Regions from separate parts of the Sus scrofa genome. Here region 2 is linked to region 1. Evidence: chromatin contacts called from public HiChIP or PLAC-seq data. All regions are on one chromosome and are shown on one strand. The core of a region is the stretch at or near the end of the contact, and the rest is flanking DNA. Distances in the headings are between cores, read along the strand shown. Region 1 holds the start of KIF22 (kinesin family member 22). Region 2 holds the start of ATXN2L (ataxin-2-like protein).

Region 1 (5,621 bases), core at 195-2,694:
AGCTGAGTCTGCAACCTACACCACAGCTCACGGCAACGCTGGATCCTTAACCCACTGAGCAAGGCCAGGGACCGAACCGGCAACCTCATGGTTCCTAGTTGGATTCGCTAACCACTGCGCCACAAGAACTCCTCAATTACCCCTTTGTAAAATAAGCTTAATTTGGTCAAATGCTCTCTAAAGCCTGTCACACCTAGAAATCTGAATTCTGGACTTCCTTTGTGCCACAGTGGGTTAAGGATCCCACATTGTTACTGCTGTGACCAGAGCAATGCATTAATAAATATTTTCAACTTGTATTTATTTCTAACACAGTAAATGTGGATTGATAAAAATCAGAAGATATTTGGGGTCTCAATTTTTAAGAATGTAAAGGGATTTCAAGGCCCTCCCCAAAATATTAGAACCAGTGGTCCAATATTTGTTTTGTTTAGTTTATTATAGTTTGACATAATGTCTAAACCAGGGCCTTACCAGGAGCTCAAAGATGGGATGGTCACGCCTGGTTAAGCTCCAGAAGGGATAGGGAACTATTTTACAGATGACTGAACTCGTAGGACATGGGCGAAGTTGACTAACAGATTGAGCATGACTTTCACGCCCACTCCGCCGCCTAGAGCTCTGTTACAAAGGAAGGGACATCCCAGCTGGGATCCTCAGCTCAGGCATGTGACATAAAGGGACACACATGTCACCTGGCCTCTGCACCTCATATAGTGGCTTTGGAATCAGCAGGACCTAACTGTCCACAACCCAGCCAGCAGGGTCCTGATCTAAATAAGTGACCAGACGTTAAAGCACCGTTGACTGGCCCCCCGAGGTCAAGTCCGGAAAGCCACAAAAGGATCCCCTCCCACCAAGCTCGAGAATCAAATTCTGAGGCAAGAAAGTGTAAAACTGAAGATCACTACCAGTCGTTTAGAATAATCCCATGCCCATGCATCTTTCTTATCCCTATAGTGTGCCATATTCTGCCACGAAAACAGCGAAAACTGTATTTAGTTCAGAGAAATTTTCGGATAAATCGATTAACTATCTCGGAACACCGTCTGCTTGATTTCGTACCAAAAGTCGCAGTTTGAGAGGGGAAAAAAACAAAAAACAAAAAACAAAAAAACCGAGGCGAAATGTCTACACCTAAGATAAATCTACGCCTCGAAACCCAGAAGGTAAAAAGAGCCGGGGGCTGGCGACGCTCACCAGCACCCCCGACGGCCACTGTCGCAAACGCCTCCGGCGGCAGCGGAGTTTGCGCGGGAGGGCCTGCCCGACGTCAACGGCCGGGGAGCGGATGCGCGCGCATGCGTTCTCGGCCCAGGGAAACTTTCTTGCAGAACCCGGAGGCGAGCCCTAGAGGGCGGGATAGCGGCGAGGCACTAGAAGGGGCTTCCGGCGGCAAGTAGCCGTGATTGGTGGAGCCCAGGAGAGGGGGCGGGGCAGTGAGAAATTCGAACAGAGAGGCGGGCCCAAGGAGGGAGTGGAATGGACGCGGGGCTCCCGGCGCGGAGGCGACGCGAGATGGCGGCGGCGACCTCGGGTACTCGAGCCTGGGCAGGGCGGGGTGCCAGAGTCTGGAGCTTTGTGGGGCGACGCGTCCCAGTCGGGTCCGGGCCCCGCGAGTAGTCCGGGAGACGCCGGAATGGCGCGGCAGCGGGGAGGGGAAAGTGGGAGTGTGGAAGTCTCAGGCTGGTGCCTTCTCACTGTTTCCTGCTCTCGGCGCGGATCAATAGACCGGGGTTGAGACCCAGTTCCGGTGCACTTTTGAGCCTAGCGCCTTTTTCCTCAGGGAGCTTTAGTTTTGTCTGTGAAGTGGGGACAGTGACCCATCTGAGAAGATTACATGAGTAAGCGAGCGAAAAATAGCTACTACTCCAACTGTAAGGACAAAAGAAAGGGAGCTGGATGCGTCTTTGGGGAAAGAGCCCGTGTGTGACATGTTGTTTGGGTGCGGGGAGATCCCTCAGAGAGGCAAGAGTTTCAGACAGGCTGCAGCTGGGTGTGAATTGTTGGCATAAGATGTGCTGAGATCACCGAAAAGGGAAAGAAGGGGTTGTTTCCTTTCCCTCCAGCCGTGGAAGTCAGTACTCTTTTTAGGGTTGGGAAGGCTTTTAGGACATTCAGAATCTTGCTCTCTGCTCTCTTCTTGTAGACTGAATTCTGGTTAGTGATTATAGCGGGTACCACGGATATTTGAGTCTCTTACTGTTTGTCAGGCCCCGTGGAGAAACAAACCTATTTAGTAGAATGTCAAACACATGTTGCAGCCTTGCTTGGTGCCAGGCACAGCTGGAAACACTTTATGCTGATGAATTATTTAATCTCCTCAATGCGGTGAGGTGGGTCTGTTACTGCCTTGTGTTTTTGGTTTTTTTTTTACTTTTTTTTTATTACTCAAATGAATTTATCACATCTGTAGTTGTATAATGATCATAACAATCTGATTTCACAGGATTTCCATCCCACAGCCCAAGCACATCCCCCCACCCCCCAAACTGTCTCCTCCAGAGACCATACGTTTTTCAATGTCTGTGCGTCAGCATCTGTTCTGCAAAGAAGTTCAGTCTGTCCTTTTTTCAGATTCCACATGTCAGTGAAAGCATTTGATGTTGGTGTCTCATTGTATGGCTGACTTCACTTAGCATGATAGTTTCTAGGTCCATCTATGTTGCTAAAAATGCCGGTATTTCATTCTTTTTAATGGCTGAGTCATATTCCATTGTGTATATGTACCACATCTTGATCCACTCCTCTGTCGATGGACATTTAGGTTGTTTCCATGTCTTGGCTATTGTAAATGGTGCTGCAATGAACATCGGAGTCCATGTGTCTTTGGGAGTCGTGGTTTTCTCTGGATAGATGCCCAGGAGTGAGATTGCTGGATCAAATGGTAGTTCCATGTTTAGTTTTCTGAGGAATCTCCATACTGCTTTCCACCGTGGTTGCACCAATTTACAATCCCACCAACAGTGTACTAGGGTTCCTTTTTCTCCACACCCTCTCCAGCACTTATTGTTTGTAGACGTTTTGAGGATGGCCATTCTGGCTGGTGTAAGGTGGTACCTCAGAGTGGTTTTGATTTGCATTTCTCTAATAATGAGTGATGTTGAACATCTTTGCATGTGTTTCTCGGCCATCTGTATGTCTTCTCTGAAGAACTGTCTGTTTAGATCTTCTGCCCATTTTTGGATGGGGTTGTTTGTTTTTTGGTATGGAGCTGCAGAAGTTGTTTGTAAATTTTGGAGATCAATTCCTTGTCAGTTGATTCACTTGCAAAGATTTTCTCCCATTCTGTGGGTTGTCTTTTCATTTTGTTTAGGGTTTCCTTTGCTGTGCAGAAACTTTTAAGTTTGATTGGGCCCCATTTGTTTATTTTTGTTTTTATTGTCAATACTCTAAGAGGTGGATCTGAGAAGATGTTGCTGTCTTTTACGTCAGAGAGTGTTTGGCCTATGTTTTCCTCTAAGAGTTTTATAGTGTCTGGTCTTATATCTAGGTCTTTAATCCATTTGGAGTTTATTTTTGTGTATGGTGTCAGGGGAGTGTTCTCATTTCATTCTTTTCCATGCGGCTGTCCAGTTTTCCCAGCACCACTTATTGAACAAGCTGTCCTTTCTCCATTGTCTATCCTTGCCTCCTTTGTCATAGATTAGTTGGCTGTAGGTGCGTGTTACTGTCTTGTTTTACAGATGAAGAAACTGAGCCATAGATGAGTTTAAAATCTTGCTTAGGGAGCCCCCACTGTGGATTAGTGGTAATGAACCTGATTAGTATCCATGAGGACGTGGGCTTGTGGGTTTGATCCCTGGCCTCGCTCAGTGGGTTAGGGATCCTGCGTTGCCAGAAGCTGTGGTGTAGGTCGAAGATGCTGCTTGGATCCTGCGTTGCTGTGGCTCTGGTGTAGGCCAGCAGCTACAGCTCCAATTGGACCCCTGGCCTGGAACTTCCATATGCCGCACGTGCAGCCCTATAAAAGCAAAAAGCAAAAAAAAAACCAAAAAAGCAAAAAACTTGCTCAAAGTTGGGAGTTTCCACTGTGGCGCAGCAGGATCAAGGTTGTCTTTGCAGCAGCTCCGGCTGCTTCAGAGCAACAGGTTCGATCACCCGCCTGTGCAGTGGGTTAAGGATCCAGCATTGTTGCACCTGTGGCTATGATTCCATCCCTGGCCTGGGAACTTACATATGACACTGGGCTGCCAAAAAAAAAAAGGGCAAAAAAAACCTTGCTTAACGTTAACACACAAACCCAACTGGTATCCATGAGTACGCGGCTTCGATCCCTGGCCTCGCTCAGTGGGTTAAGGGTCTGGCGTTGCCGTGAGCTGTGGTGTAGGCCTCCAGCTGTAGCTCTGATTCGAGCCCTAGCCTGGGAACTTTCATATGCCCTGGGTGCAGCCCTAAAAAACAAAACAAAAAAAATTATGCCCAGCACATGATATTTACTCTGTCTGAGCACAACCTCCCCTCACCCTTCCAAGATCTACTGTGTCTGGTACATAGTAGTTTTCATAAAAATGCTTGAATATAGAGTTCCCGTTGTGGCTTAGTGGTAATGAACCTGACTATATCCATGAGGATGCAGGTTCGATCCCTGGCCTTGCTCAGTGGGTTAAGGATCTTGCGTTGCTGCGAGCTGTGGTGTAGGTTGAAGATGTGGCTTGGATCCCATGTTGCTGTGACTGTGGTGTAGGCCAGCAGCTGCAGCTCCAATTTGACCCCTAGCCTGGGAACCTCCATATGCTGCAGGTGCAGCCCTAAAAAGACCAAGAAATGAGAATAAAAATTACTTGAATGAATATTGTCACTTCCCTAGAGAAGCTTATAGTCTGTTTCAGTAGATAGTCATGTAAATATATTGAAAAGCAATAAGAGATATGTATAAGCTGCTATAGGGAGTGCAGAATCTAAGATAAACCCTTGGTTATTCTAGGAAGACTACATTAGGGAAATGAGAGTTGAGGTGAATTTCAAAGGTTGGCGTTTGCCAGGCCTTGGTGGGACCAAAAGACCACCAAATGATCGATTTATTTATGAGGTAAAAAGAGGCCAAAGACGCTCTCTTTGGCACAATTTCCTCATCAGTAAAAGAAAAAAGCTGAGTGGAAGTTGGGAATTATGGGAGAGGGGAAAATTAAAAGAAATCAGTGCTAGCTTCACCCGACCTCAAAGTTGCTTTCATGATGAAAGGGGCAGACTCTTGGACTGTCGGCAGCTGTGTGCCTGTGCCTCTCTTTCCCTGGACTCTGAGCTTTGGAGCATGAGTGCCAATGTTCTATGTTCGGTCCTTCATCAAATCTTAGTTTGTTCAGCAAATACTCTCTAAGAGCCTACTCTGTGCCAGATATTGGGAATGTAAAGGTGGGCCCAGTAAGACTTATTTTCACTGAGTTCATAGTTAAATGGAGAAGGCAGACACATAGGCAGTTATGGTGAAGTGTCATGAGTGCTTGGAGAGGCTCACCTAACAGAGCCTTTGGGGCAGTCATTTTACAAGGGAAGGGTTTTTGTTTGTTTGTTTGTTTTTGCCTTTTTGAGGGCAGCACCCGCAGCACATGGAGGTACCTAGGGTAGAGGGCAGTTGGAGCCACAGCCACAGCCACACCAGATTCAAGCTGCCTCTGCGA
Region 2 (5,614 bases), core at 945-3,444, 480 kb after region 1:
AAAAGAAAAAAAAAAAAAAAAAAACCCAGAAATAAACTATCACAGTGCTCTGGGAGCCCGAAGTAGGAAGTCAATAACAAGAAGTTCCAAAGGCCTGACACCTGAGCTTGAACAATGAGGATTAAGTGAAGAAATAGCACGTATAAAGGCAGAGTTGAATAAAGTCAAGGTATGTTGTATAAATGAGAGTTTAACGAGGCTGAAACTTAGCAGAGTTTGGGAGCAGGATGAGGTGGGCGAGACAGAAGTGCCCATAATGAGGCCAGCTGGAGAGGTGGCATAGCATCAGGTGGTATAGGTCATGTCAGGAAAAAACTGGACTGTGTTATTTAGTTAAGTCTTTTTAGGGTCGCACCCACAGCATATGGAGGTTCCCAGGCTAGGGGTCCAATTGGAGCTTAGCCTCTGGCCTACACCACAGCCACAGCAACGCCAGATCCCAGCTATATCTGTGACCTACACCACAGCTTATGGCAATGCGGATCCTTAACCCACTGAGCGAGGCCAGGGATCAAACCTTTGTCCTCATGGATGCTAGCCAGATTCGTTTCTGCTGAGCCAAGACAGGAACTCCTGGACTGTGTTATTTAGACATCCAGGAGACATAGTCCTGGATCCATTCACCTCACAGGTATTTAATTGACTGCCTGCATGGTGCTAGGTCTTGCAGAAGGAGCTGTGAATAAGAGCAAGATTCCAATTGTTAGGAGCTGACACCAGCAGGAAGACAGAATGAAAACCACTCATAGAATGAAGCTGGGAAAATTGCTGGGCAAACACACAGGAAGGGAACCTAACACTCTCAAAGCTAGGAGTCAGGCGGGATGAAGGAACACTACCCAAGAGCAAGGCAGACTTTGAGTGAAGTGTGTGCCTGTTTAGGGGAGAAATGAAAGCTGCAAGAGTCCCAATGCTGATGTCTGGAGTGAAGAGAGAGAAAGACACTGGAAGTTTATCTGGGATTGAAACCACAGACTCATCACTCCTCCACTCTATTTTCCACACTGCAAAGGGTAATCTTTTAAAAATTGAACCGGTTCTATCCCCGGCCCAGTACAGTGGATTAAGGATATGGCGTTGCCTCAGCTGTGGCGTAGGCTGCAGCTGTGGCTAGGATTTGATCCCATATGCTGCAGGTGTGGCCGTTAAAAAAAAAATAAAGTTCATTAAAAAAATGTAAATCTGGGAGTTCTTGTGATTCAACAGGTTAAAAATCCAACTAGTGGGAGTTCCCATCTTGGCTCAGCAGTTAACAAACCCGACTAGTATCCATGAGGATGCTGGTTCAATCCCCGGCCTCACTCAGTGGGTTAGAGAACTTGGCATTGCTGCAAGCAGTGTTGTAGCTCACAGATGTGGCTCTGGCCTGGTGTTGCTGTGGCCACTGCTTTGAGGATTATGCTCATGTCTCCTTAATATCTGGTCCCACGTTACTTAATTTTCCAGTTTCCTTTTTCAACCTCCTCCCTCTTTAATTTCATACTCCAGACATGCTGAAGTTTTCCTAACTTGTCACATCCTATGCCCCCTGCCTAGAAACCCATCACCCAGTGCTGAATTAGATGTCATTCCTATCTACTCTTAGTGCCCCGTGCTTCACCTAAGAGATCTAATTGTCTGAATCTACCACTAGTTTAAACTCCTTGACAAGGGCAGGAAGTAATTTCATTACAGTTATATCGAAAACACCTAGCCTAATGTCCTAATGACCAACTAATTTGAATGAATGAAGGCTACCTTCCTTGTCGAGTGGGGTGGAGGATTTTGAACTAGACTCTAGGAACTTTGGCCTTCAGACAGTCTCTTTGCTGCTAGTTTAAGAGTCCCGTTCCAGGGCGTGGAGAAATTACTATATTGAAAACCATATAATATAATTTAGAATTAGGCAGATATTTATCTCCAAACTGCTATCTTTAACGCCTATCAGGCTTTTATGTAAATCAGATAAGCTCCGAGAGTAGCTCCCCACGAAACTACCACCAGCTTCAGCGAAGTCCCGGGTCTACTCTCGGGATTTTTTTTTTTTTGCACTCAAGACTCCGCCCACAGGCCCCCGAATGGCGGAAGAACTGCACGCTACGTCGTGACTTCTCACAAGACTGCGGAGGCATCCCGACGCTACGCCGGCGGCGTAGGCGGGGCGGCCGGCTCTTCCTTCCTCTCTGCTGCTTCGGCTCCTCCCCCAGCGCTTCACACGCTCATTGTGAAGCGACAGCGGCCGGCAGTCTTCTGGGCTGCTTGAGATCTAGAGACCCTAAATCCTTGGCGCGCGTGAGCGCCCGCGCTGCTCCTCTCCCACTCCAAAGGCTAGAGGCGCGAGATTCACCTTTCTTTATTCCCTCCTCTGTCGCCCGGAGCTAACCGCCCCGGTGCGCTCGGACATCTCGCGCCGACGCTCCCTCCTCCCCGCCCCTCCCCCTTCGGGAGCTCCCGCCCGGGCGCTCCTCCCCCTCCCTTTTCCCCGGCGACGCGCACGCGCGCCAAGCCGGCTCGCGCCCTCTCGCTTTCCTCCGGCCCGCGAGACCCCCTCCCCTTCCGCCTCGCGGCGCTTCCTCGCGCCGCGGTCTTCTCTATCCACCCCCGACACCGCGGGGCTCGCCCCCGCCCGCCAACGGCGGGTCCCCAGCTTCCCAGTCCACCTCGCTTCCCGCGCTCTCCGGCGGGGCCCCAGCCCCGGCCTCCTCTCTCCCTCCCTTCCCCCTAATTCCCTTTCCGGACGCTGCCATCATGTTGAAGCCTCAGCCGCCACAACAGACCTCCCAGCCCCAGCAGCCGCCCCCCACGCAACAGGCCGTGGCCCGACGGCCTCCTGGGGGCACCAGCCCTCCCAACGGCGGCCTCCCGGGGCCCCTGGCCTCCACCTCGGCTCCCCCAGGGCCTCCCGCGGCCGCTTCCCCCTGCCTAGGGCCTGCAGCCGCTGCCGGGAGCGGACTCCGCCGGGGAACCGAGGGCATCTTGGCGCCACAGCCGCCGCCGCCGCAGCAGCAACATCAGGAGAGGCCAGGGGCAGCGGCCATCGGCAGCGCCAGGTGAGAACGTGTGGGTTTCCGGGCGCCGGAGCCAAGGTGGCCGAGACCTGTACACCGCGCGAGGCAGACCTCTAGCCTCTGGCCACCTTTGAGGGACGCCAGGGGGAGTGGGGAAATCCCGTGGAGCTGGGGGTGGGCCCTTCAGGTTCTAACAGGTCGGAGGAAAGCCTCCGCGGCTAGCCACCGGGACATTGAGGGTGCGCGCTCAGCTCTGAGCGACCAGTCACTGCTCGGGGCTTGGGCCTTAAGGGCAGGCAGGGCGCATCCCGCCAGCGGCGTCGGAACGAGTTGGGGGGGTGAAGAGGTGATAGGGGTCCCCGGCTCCATTACCACGAAGGGTCTCGCGGTCCGGAGCTTCAGCCAATGGGGAGTCAGCTGCGGGAAGGGGTCCCTGGCCGTAGCCAATGGAGGGGGGCGCGCGGCCCACAGTTTGGCCAATGGGGAGGGAGGGACTTGGGAGCGAGTTGCTACCTCCCCCTTCCCAGTCCGGCCAGTAGGAATGGAGCAGAGTGGGCGGGGGGGACGGAAGGAGGGACAAAACTGGGAGGACTGCGGGCCGGGAACCTCCAGCGCGCGCGCGCGCGCTTCCCGTACGTGCGCGCGGATGCTCAGTCTTATGACCCGGCCATTCTCGAGCCCCGGGTAACATAGAGGGCAGCTGCCGGGAGTGTGCTTGGACGGGTTCGCCGGGTGTTCTTGGATGAGTGGTGGACACCCCACTGTGTTTCTTCTGTTTGTGGGTTTATAGAATTGAGAGTGGAGGTACACGCAGGCGCAGTGGGTTGTGATCGCGGGAGGGGGGATTTTGAAGAGGCCCTAGGGCTTTAGTGCGCAGGCGCAGACCGGGCGAGGCCTCCCGGTGGAGAGCTTTTGCGGCTGCGCTGTCCCCCAGCCCCGCCAACGGCCCCCTGATCGTCCTCTTCAACCGACGGTTACATCAGCCAGCGAGGAGCAGGGTTACCAGGCGATTGGTGACCCCTTCCAGAGTGGGTAATAGGCTGAATGAGTAAAGAGATCGAGAGGGTGGATTGTAGAGGGAGTACCCCTCCTGCCAGGGTTTAGGGCGCAAGGCTACGGGAAATGATGGTCTTTTCTGTTGGGGAGGTAATAAATGCATGCCTGATCTAGGTACTCACTCTGTGAGCTTCTATCTTTACATCTGGGGTGGGCTGTTAGTTATCAAATATTATAGCATTTGTCTGTTGGAAGCATGCAGCCCTGGCCCTCTTGGAGAAAGTGAAAAGGTTGTGTTGAATTGGCTTTTGACAACCCTTGATGACTGAGGTCTGTTTTGCTGGCAATTGGAGGAAATGGCTTTTAATGTCCTTCTTGCTCTGAAGGTGAGATCTTGAAAGTAGTGTTGATTAATTGGTTTGTAGCCTAAGTGATTATCTTTACATGATATATGGTTCTAACATACCAGGTCCTTTGAAATCAATGGTACAAAAAGGATTGAGCATGAAATAACTAGCTCCTTGTTTCCTTTTCTTATAGAGGACAAAGCACAGGAAAGGGACCCCCACAGTCACCGGTGAGTGCCTTCTCCCCCTCACCCAAGGCACAGAGACCTAAAAGATGCACGGATGGGGATGTAGGGCAGATAAGGTGCAACAATAGTCAGATTGGTTGGGAATAGCAGGGGGCCCAGCACATATAAGGTGGATATTAGTGGACTGTGGGCATTTAGAAGGAAGGTGAGATGTTGACTGGCTGTTCCTTTATTTGTCTCTCCTTTGTTACTGACAGGTGTTTGAGGGTGTCTACAACAATTCCAGAATGCTGCATTTCCTTACAGCTGTTGTGGTAAGTGGGTACCTAAACTCTTAGGAATGTAATGCATCCGTTTGCTGGAGGCACTCGTCCTTATTTTCCCGCTCTTTCAGGGCTCTACTTGTGATGTAAAGGTGAAGAATGGTACCACCTATGAAGGTATCTTCAAGACACTGAGCTCAAAGGTCAGTGTACTCAAACTGGCTTATTTTTGGAGAGCACGCCAATGCTAACCACTAGACCACCTGGGAGTGTTGAGTTAGTTTCTTTTTAGAGTTGGCATGGGAGGAAGTGGAGGAGAGTGAAATAGGCTCATTGAAGATGTAAAATGAGTGGGGTTGGCCAACTTTGTGCCTGTTGCAGAATAGTGCTACATGGAATTAAAAGGCATGGGTTCAAGGAGTTCCCGGGTGGCCTAACAGTTAAGGATCTGGCATTGTCACTGCAGTGGCAAGAGTTCGATCCTTGGCCCAGGAACTTCCAGATGCTGCAGGCATGGCCAAAAAAAAAGGGTTTGAAATTTGGGGGTGGTGTCTTTTTAGGGTCACACCTGCAGCACTTGGAAGTTCCCAGGCCAGGTGTCATATCTGAGCTATAGCTGTTGGCCACAGCAATGCCAGATCGGAGCCTCATCTTCCACCTACACCACAACTCACAGCAACGCCGGATCCTTAACCCACTGAGGGAGGCCAGGGACAAACCCCTGTCCTCATGGGTATTGGTTGGGTTCATTACCACTGAGCCACAGTGGGAACTCTGAGGGCTGGTATTCTTGGATATTAAAATGCTCAAATTTTTAAAATGTGACTTTGTAA

The links. HiChIP or PLAC-seq counts read pairs in DNA pulled down with a chosen protein or histone mark.
Region 2: an H3K27ac HiChIP or PLAC-seq map of alveolar macrophages shows a contact between it and region 1. The contact joins the promoter of ATXN2L here to the promoter of KIF22 in region 1. A contact is called at or near these places in 1 of 47 Hi-C or Micro-C datasets (epiblast stem cells) and 1 of 2 datasets of contacts at active chromatin or transcription factors (alveolar macrophages).

What each region holds. Positions count from the first base shown.
Region 1 is chr3:18,021,660-18,027,280 of Sscrofa11.1, forward strand. KIF22 (kinesin family member 22) reads left to right here and starts at 1,445. Exons shown (of 14, transcript NM_001243019.1): 1 at 1,445-1,537. The coding sequence starts at 1,483.
Region 2 is chr3:18,503,898-18,509,511 of Sscrofa11.1, forward strand. It overlaps ATXN2L (ataxin-2-like protein), which reads left to right and starts at 2,195. Exons shown (of 21, transcript XM_021088041.1): 1 at 2,195-3,029; 2 at 4,524-4,560; 3 at 4,776-4,832; 4 at 4,913-4,984. The coding sequence starts at 2,728.